Regions from separate parts of the Ovis aries genome. Here regions 1 and 2 are each linked to region 3. A link is a contact called in public Hi-C data. All regions are on one chromosome and are shown on one strand. Each heading gives the region's core, a stretch centred on a gene start, on an enhancer-like site or on the middle of the called end of the contact. The rest is flanking DNA. Distances are from core to core; before and after follow the strand shown.

The links. Hi-C and Micro-C count contacts between places; a contact is called where the count stands out from the background.
Region 1: a contact with region 3 is called in a Hi-C map of hypothalamus, with 4 times the contacts expected there. The contact joins the enhancer-like site here to the promoter of CARHSP1 in region 3. A contact is called at or near these places in 10 of 16 Hi-C or Micro-C datasets (blood, hypothalamus, liver and 5 more).
Region 2: a contact with region 3 is called in a Hi-C map of hypothalamus, with 6 times the contacts expected there. The contact joins the promoter of ABAT here to the promoter of CARHSP1 in region 3. A contact is called at or near these places in 10 of 16 Hi-C or Micro-C datasets (blood, hypothalamus, liver and 5 more).

The regions. Positions count from the first base shown.
Region 1 is chr24:8,018,674-8,021,393 of ARS-UI_Ramb_v3.0, forward strand. It overlaps TMEM114 (transmembrane protein 114), which reads right to left. Exons shown (of 4, transcript XM_027961742.3): 3 at 393-530. Among named protein-coding and RNA genes, the nearest start is that of TMEM114, 11 kb to the right of the region's middle. Within about 2 kb of position 1,423, at least 28 of the 54 cell types and tissues checked have an H3K27ac peak or open chromatin away from gene starts, as enhancers often do. A contact at or near this core is called in hypothalamus, liver and tail adipose tissue, where this site is marked.
Region 2 is chr24:8,099,318-8,102,060 of ARS-UI_Ramb_v3.0, forward strand. ABAT (4-aminobutyrate aminotransferase) reads left to right here and starts at 1,457. Exons shown (of 16, transcript XM_004020759.6): 1 at 1,457-1,580.
Region 3 is chr24:8,239,317-8,242,016 of ARS-UI_Ramb_v3.0, forward strand. It overlaps CARHSP1 (calcium regulated heat stable protein 1), which reads right to left and starts at 1,259. Exons shown (of 4, transcript XM_004020761.5): 1 at 1,221-1,259.

The DNA of each region.
Region 1 (2,720 bases), core at 173-2,672, 220 kb before region 3:
GCTAGATCCCATCTTTGAAACCCAGCCATTGCCTGACTTGCCTGATTTTAATCAATCAAAGCAAAGCATTGTATCAGGATGGCAGGTGTGCATGAGACAGCAAGGGTCTCCCGCCAGCCTGTGACCCTAACCCTGAAGCTCTCGGGACTCAGCTTCTTTTATGAAACAGTGAAAACGATTCTCAGAACCTGCTCTCACCCTCAGGCTTCTCTCCTGGGACCACAGACCCAGGGACCCTGGGCAGGAAACCTGTTCATCCCTTCCAGCTAGGAGATCACAGCGGGGCAAACCGAGCCCCAGAGGGGATGCGGTCTCCCCCACCCTCCTTCCTTCTGGGGGATCATGCACGGCCCTTCCTGGCACCCGGGGCCCCATGCCAGCCAGGCACCTACCTCCAAAGAGGAAGAGGGTCCCCGTGAGCAGGAGGAGGCAGGAGGCTCGCAGGAGGAAGCTCAGAAAGCCCGTCATGCCCCCGAAAACCATGAGGATCAGGCTGAGCGGCAGCAGAATCACGAACGTCCCATGCATGGCTTAGGGGAGACAGAAGGAGGCAGTTACTAACATCCTTCAGTCAATCAACAAACACCTACCGAGCACTTCCTGTGACCAGCACCCAAACGCTGGGGGGAGGCGGGGAATTGCCACTGCTACTGCCGGTAATGATGATGATCTGGGCTTCCTGGTGGCTCAGGGGTAAAGAACCTGCCTGCTAACGGCGGGGGCAAACAGGTTTGATCCCTGATCTGGGAAGATCCCACATACTGCAGAGCAGCTAAACCCACGCCCTGCAACTACTGAGACTGTGCTCTGGAGCCCAGGAGCTGTGACTACTGAAGCCTGTGCTCCGAAACAAGAGAAGCCCTGGAACCTCCACTAGAGAAAAGTCCAAGCAGCAACAAACCCAGCACAGCCTAAATAAGTAAACAAAATTATTTTAAAAAGCCATGATAAGAATATGATTAATATGCTGTGCTAAGTCACTTCAATCGTGTCTGACCCTGTGAACTGTAGCCCGCCGGCTCCTCTGTCCATGGGATCCTCCAGGCGAGAATACTGGAGTGGATTCCTGTGCCCTCCTCCACGGCATCTCCTGACCCAACGATGGAACCTGCGTCTCTTGTGTCTCCTGCCCTGACAGGCGGGTTCTTTACCGCTAGAGCCACCTGGGAAGCTATGGTTATTGAAGCTCAGTTATGCCAGGCTTTGTGCTGCGTAAGTACCTAGTACGTGCTGGGTGCCAGGCTCTGTCCCTAGATTGGCAGACGCATAAGCAAATTCACCAAGGCTCCTGCCGTGTGGGGTCAGCAGTGAACAAGTGATGAAGCTGAGAAACGGTGACAAACGCACGGGGAAGGGCGTGAACAACGCTGAGAAGCCGGCAGGGCAGCGGCTCTACTGCGGAAGTGACATCAGAGCAGAGAGCAGGGAGGAGTCAGAGATGGGAGGGGGTGTGCCCGGCGGGGCTTCCTCCGGGAGAGCCAGCCAGGGTGGCTGAGGGGAGGGAGAGTGAGGATGTGGGGAGGGGAGATCGTTCAGAGAAGCTCGCGTGGGGCTCGGGGCTCCGGAGCCATCGGGAAGATTTTTCATTTCTCTCCGAATGAGAGGGCTTCCCTGGTGGCTCAGACGGTAAAGATTCCACCTGCAATGCAGGAGACCTGGGTTCCATCCCTGGGTTGGGAAGATCCCCTGGAGGAGGGCATGGCAACCCACTCCAGTATTCTTCCCTGGAAAATTCCCACGGACAGAGGAGCCTCCCAGGCTACAGTCCATGGGGTCACCAAGAGCCAGACAGGACTGAGCGACTAAGCACAGCACTGATTGAGACGGAGGCCACCAGCCTGTCTTGAGGCATGAGAGACACAGACTTTCACTTCGGTTTCTACAGGTTGCTCTGGTCGCTCTATTGAGAGTAGCCAGCAGAGGGGTGTAGGGGGTTGAAAGAAGGCTCCCAAGTTCACGTCCAGACTTCATTTCCTTGGGCTCCAAAATCACTGCAGATGGTGACTGCAGACGTGACCTTAAAAGATGCTTGCTTCTTGGAAGAAAAGCGATGACCAACCTAGACAGCGTATTAAAAAGCAGAGACATTACTTTGCCGACAAAGGCCCGTCTAGTCAAGGCTATGGTTTTCCCAGTAGCCATGTATGGATGTGAGAGATGGACCAGCAGGGAACACCGCCAGAGAAGATGCCTGAGTTCATATCCGGAAGGGTCTGCCCAGCCATGCCCCCCTCTCCCTTCCCAGCCACGGGAGGCTGAACAGTGACAGGTTGGGGGGGGGGCGAGGATTGAGCAGGAGAGAAGAGGGGGAAGCCAGAGAAAGAGCCGCCCGTCCATCCCCTCCCCCTGCTCTGTCCCCAGACTGCGTGTCTCTTGTGAGTCACTTCATTCCTCAGAAGCTCCGTTTTCACGTCCCTGACCTGGAGGTCATGAGATGCGGCTCGCTGTGTTACCACAAGGACAATGTGCATGGAGGAAATGGAGAGGCCCATAGAGCCCGGATTAAATCAACCATGACCCCACCAACCGTACAGATGATGAAGGTGATCATCCGGTCTGCCTTCCCCTGTATCACACCCCTTGGCCTGCAAGCCCCTAAATGCCAGCAGCCTTGGCGAGTCAAGGAGACAAGGCCCATCTCCTTCCTGGGGCTGTCACAGGACAAAACGTGATTCCAGGGGACGGGGACTTGGGGTCTTTCCTCCTTTGCTCCCTCCCTC
Region 2 (2,743 bases), core at 207-2,706, 140 kb before region 3:
TGGACCACCAGGGAAGCCCTCCTTTGTACTATTCTCATTTATTGTTTCTTTTGGTCCCTGTAGTCACAGACCACACTAGACGGCAGGTGGTTTGTTCGGCAGTTTTTAAATGTATTCATTCGCTTTGGCGTGCTCAGTTGCTTTAGTCATGTCCGACTCTGTCACCCCATGGACTGTAGCCCGCCAGGCTCTTTTGTCCATGGGATTATCCAGGCAAGAATACTGGAGTGGGTTGCCATGCCCTCTTCCAGAGGATCTCCCCAACCCAAGGATCGAACCTGAGTCTCCTGTGTCTCCTACATTACAGGTGAATTCTTTACCCACTGAGCCACCTGGGAAGCAAACCCCCGCCCCACAACTTTTTTTTTTTCTTAATATTTATCTTAATTCCAAGGACTATAGTCCTGCTCGCCTAATCGGATATAGGGCAGCCTGGATTCATGGAAGGCAGGAAGGAAGGACCTCAGGGTTTTGCAAGATGCAAACAAAGAAAATAGTTACCTGATCAGGCTGAGTGGGGAAACCCAAGCTGTATTCTTTCTTGGCATTTTTAATTCTGTAACAGCTATTCATCAGGAGCACTTCGTGAGCTCTTGTTGTTTTCTGATGGGTAGTTTCCTGTGTCTTTGATTTTACCATTGAACCAATGCATCCTCTTTCCAAATACCTGTAGAAAGCTACTGGGCTGGCAGTTATTCACACTTTAGTATTAGCTAGTCTTCATACAGCACTTTAAGTTTTGTAAAGGCAGCTTCATCACATCTACCCTCTCACTTGTGCTCATGAAGGAGGCGTTAGTGCCCGAGGAACCATGGGCTCCTAGTCCAGTGATTTTTGCACTGCCCCAAGGATGCACTAGCTGGGAGGTGTTAAATGAATGGCAGCTCAGAGAGCTGAGAGCGAGAAGACCCTGAGCACTTGCCCGGAGGGAGGGTGTGCGTGGGCGGGGTGGTGGTGGTGGGTGGAAGGGGACTCTATGCTCTTTTGCCCTCCCTTTCTTACGGAACCTTGTCTAACTCTGAATCTAGGCTTCCCGGAGCCCGAGATCTAAGGCTCATGGTGCAGAGGGGGCAGCTACACACGTCTGCAGCCCCCAGTATCCAGAAAAGGGGCAGGGGGCAATTAAGGTCTAGGTTAAACCAGCCTATAGAGCCTCTCCCCCCCCCCCGCCCCCCATTTCAGAGACTGGCTCCCCACACCCCAGCTCGGCTGGGGCTCCTCGCCGCCGCGGTCACAATCCGGCTCCTCCATCCCGGCCCTCGCGGCCCCTCCTCCGGGCCCCCGGCTCCTCCGGGCCCCCGGCTCCTCCGCCCCCGGGAGGCCGGACTCTGCCCCCGGCCCGCCTTCCCCCGCCCTCCCGGGGGCGGTGGCCCGTGGCGGGCGCGCTCATTGGCGGTGGCGCGCGCGAGGGCCGGGACCCGCAGCGCTGATTGGCCAGCGCGGCTCGGCGGAGCCCAGAAGCCCGGCGAGTCGCTGGGGGAAGCGAGGCAGAGACCGGCCGCCGCCGGAGCGCAGGACGCCGATCGCTCAAGTCGCAGCCGGGCGGATTGGAGTCCGCACATTGGAGCAGAGGCCTGGAGGTAAGGACCTGGCGCCGGGTCGCTTGAGGCGAGCCCTTTCGCGCTAGCTGAGATGGAATCCTTCGGCCCTGCCCCCTAGGGAGCAAAAACGGGGCATCTTCTCTTAAGAGACCGAGCCCTCATCTTTCCGAGACGCGGGTCCCTCTGTCCCGAAAAGAGACAGCCGTCCACCGTCCAGAGAGCAAAATAGTTTCCTTTTCCCTTCGGACATGGGCCCCCCAGCTCTAGAAATAAGATTGCTCTCCCCACATTCCCCCTTGGAATGGAACGTGCTTCCCTCCGCCCCCAAAGTGGGTTCCAGCCTCCCCGGGTTTCTAGGGCCCATCATTTCTTGGGAGACGCATGCCTCTACCCCGTCCCTAAAAAACTAAGTTTGGATTCTTCTCCCCACCCTCCCTTCTCAGCTCGGAGATAACGGGGTGCTTCCCCCCAGGAGGGAAAATAAGCCCCTCCCTAAAAGAAGGATATCGCTGGCCAGAGACGCTGCATATAACCCTCAAATGCAATCAGACCTCCGTGTAACCCCACCCCCCCAACTCAGAAACTGGACTCAATTCCCTGTCTCCCCCCGCGCCAACCCCTCTTCATCCATCAGAGAGAGAAGATTGATTGCCTTGAACACCTTTACATTTAAGGCATTTGGGAGATTACTCCTCTTTCTCAAGATGCAAGAGGAGGGGTTTTCACATTCAGAAACAGGGCAAGGCTCCGGTCACTCGTCTGGACCAAGCCACACACCTCACCCCACCCCTTTAACGCTTTTGCGTTAAATCCCATCCCATTAACCACCACCCCTACCCTGTCCCATCCCTCCCACCTCTCTACTCCACCTAATCCCATCTCCTTTCCTCTCCCACGATTGCCAGAGATAAGAGCAGAGGTTGAGGTTTAGTAAGAAGTTTAGAAGACTGAAACCCTTAGAACTGGGCTCCTCAGCCTAGAGATCATACCGGAGCCGCCAAACTGCCAGCAGAGATGGCCTCTGAGGCAGCAGGACCAGTGAGGACCACCGCCCCCCCCCGCCAAAACACACACACATACACAAAGGACTGTGTTCCAAATAAACTCCCCTGAGACGGACCAACCCCTCTCCTGGAGAAGAGGGTGTCCATGCAGAGAGAAGGGCCCCCATTTGCCTCCTGGGGCTCCCCCTTCCTAGCTCC
Region 3 (2,700 bases), core at 9-2,508:
AGAAAACTCTGGTGAAGAGTATGGGACTGAAAAGACAACGAGGACATCAATGGGCGATTTTAAGCCCGGGGTTGATTTGAACCTGTTTTTACAAGATCCCCTGCGTGCAGGGTAGAGAAAAATATTGGAGAGGCAAGACTGGGAACGAAGAGACCAAGAAATATATATATATATACATTTTTTTTTTCAAGCAAGTAAAAAATGTAACAGTAGCTAAAGCTCCCCCACCCCAGTCCTAGGTCAGCTATCTCCTTTTATTCTCACACACCCCTTTATGGCAGGGAAACTTACATCCCCAGCCTACAGATGAGGAAACGTAGGCTCAGAGAAGTTTTCTATGTTGCAGTGAGACCCTCCGGCCTGTGGGAACGGAGATCGTGCCTGGAGGGGGCTGAAATCCAGCCCCCCACCCCACTCCCAATAGAAACATCCACTCCAACCCTAGATAAGCTATTGGGGGCTTCCTTTTTAGAAATCAAAACAAAAAACCGTTGCATTTCCGGCCTGAAAACTTGGGCTGCCAATGAGGCCCGCAGGGAGGGAGCCCGTGGGCGCGGGTGAAGTTTCTCTGCACGGCCTCGGGGGGCCCCCCCATCCAGGCGCAAACACCCCGGGTGAGCGGCCGGCAGCTCCTCCTCCCTAGAGGCGGCCAATCGCACGGCGCCAGGATGTCCCCGCTCCCTCCCCAACCTCCTAGCCAGGCCTGGCAGCGGTCCCACCGCCGAGCCCGCAGCTGCCGCGTCCAGGCCTGGCTGGGGGGCTGGCTCCACCTCCCCGAGCGGCGCCCCCGCCCCGCGCGCCTCGCCCCAGCGCCTCGCGAGTCACCCCATCCAGCTCTATCCAGCGAAAGCAAGGGGAGGGTTGGGGGTGGGGGCGCGGGAGGAGAAGAAGAGGGGTTTTTTCCTGCACCAAGAAAACAGGTGGCCAGGCGGGAAATGCAACCAGACGTCCGCCCCAAATCCCTCGGGCTGCTGCCACACCCACCATCCTCCAGGCGGGGATGAGTAACCCGCGCTGCCTAAACAGGCCACTGCCGCCCGAGCATTTCCGAGGGGCCCAGAGACCCAGCCAGCGAGCTGGAAGACCCTCCAGAGTGGGGGTGAATGGGGGGCAGCGGGGGCAGAAGAGGCCGAGGTCCCATGCCGGAGGATCTTGGGCCTCCCTCAAGGCGAGGGCACCCCCACCACGCCCTTTCTGGGGTCCCCAGAGAAGCTCCCTACCTGACTGCTCCGCTCCACCAGGCGCTCAGCTTCAACTGCGGGGAAAAGAGCTGGGGAGGGGGCGTGGTTGGCGGGGCGGGCTCGCCGAGCCCCGCCCCTGACCCCCGCCCCCGGGAGCTCTCGGCCAATGGGGCCGCGGCCTCGAGGAGGGGCGGGGCGGGCGGGACCAGTCCCTACGGGACCTTTGTGTCCGCGCGCGGGACTGGCGGGAGTGCTGGGCGCGTGGCCTGGGGCGAGTGGGTGGGGGGTGGCCCGGGCTCTCGTCTGTGCTGCACACCCCCGGCCGGAAGGCTCCCGTGAAAAAAGGAAAGCATCTGGTCGTCGCGCCCGAGCGAGTCCCTCCCCGAGCCGACGGCGTCGGATTTGATCCCCGACTTGATCTTTGCTCCAGAATCCGGATGGGCCCCGGGCACCTCCTCCGTTTTAGCCGATAGAAAAAGATAAAGGAATGACGGAAAGGGATGAAGAGAGTGGCCGAAGGGAGAAAAAGCAAACCAAAAAAGCGCAAAGAAAGAACAACAACGAAACTGGGAGAACTGCTTTCGTCCCTTTTGTTTTGGTTTTAGTCTCAGCTCCTTGAGTCCTCTGTGTCTGCAGGTAAATGAACTTACTCCCATCTTACAGGAGAGAAAACCGAGGCACAGACAGGTGACCCACCTCCTCACACCCAGCAAGTCAGAGCAGGCCCTGAAAGGAAAGTCAGCCCTGGATGGAGGCTCCGGCTGGTAGTTGAGGGGCAGCATGTGGGGAGGGATACTCTCGTCTGGGACAACAGGGCCCAGGAATTGGGGTGGCACAGGGGTCCTTCCTGGAACCCACCAACTCTCCCTGCCTCTCTTGTACGGTCAGGTTAGGGGCTCTCTGGAGAAGAACACAGGTATGGCTTCCTTGACATAAGAGAAGCCAGTTTTGGCCTAAGCTGTTTTGTAATCTGAAGCCTAGCCACAGTGTTTTAACCGGGCTCGGTAATTAAATGATTTTAAGGGAAGTGAGGGAACGCAGGAACGAGGGGAAAAAACAGTTAAGAAACAAGAGTTCAGCAATGAAACAGGGACCACCTCAAAGGTATGAAGATGTCGACCTTCCTGATGTCTATCAACTAAAACGTGGCCTCTGTTGACCTTTGCCCGAATTTGATACAGTACTCGCCTCTGCTCAAGCCCCTTCTTGAATAGGCATGTACCCTTAGCTTAAAAGTTCCCCAGGACTTCCCAGGTTGTCCAGTGATTACGACTCCCATCTTCCAGAAAGTCAGGAATTAAACAGACAAAAGGACATTCCTGAGAGCCATGAGAACATGTGCAAACGCCCTGAGGTGGGAAGGAGTGTGGTGGGGCTGAGAGAGAGAGAAAAGGGAGCAGGGGGGTCAGAATGCACTAAATTCAAGTGTCTCAATTAGGGATTGATGGCAGCCAGGAGCGAGTTTAAGGCAGGTATGAGTGGAGACTCCTCCCTCCAAAGTGTGCCTCATGTCCGCCCA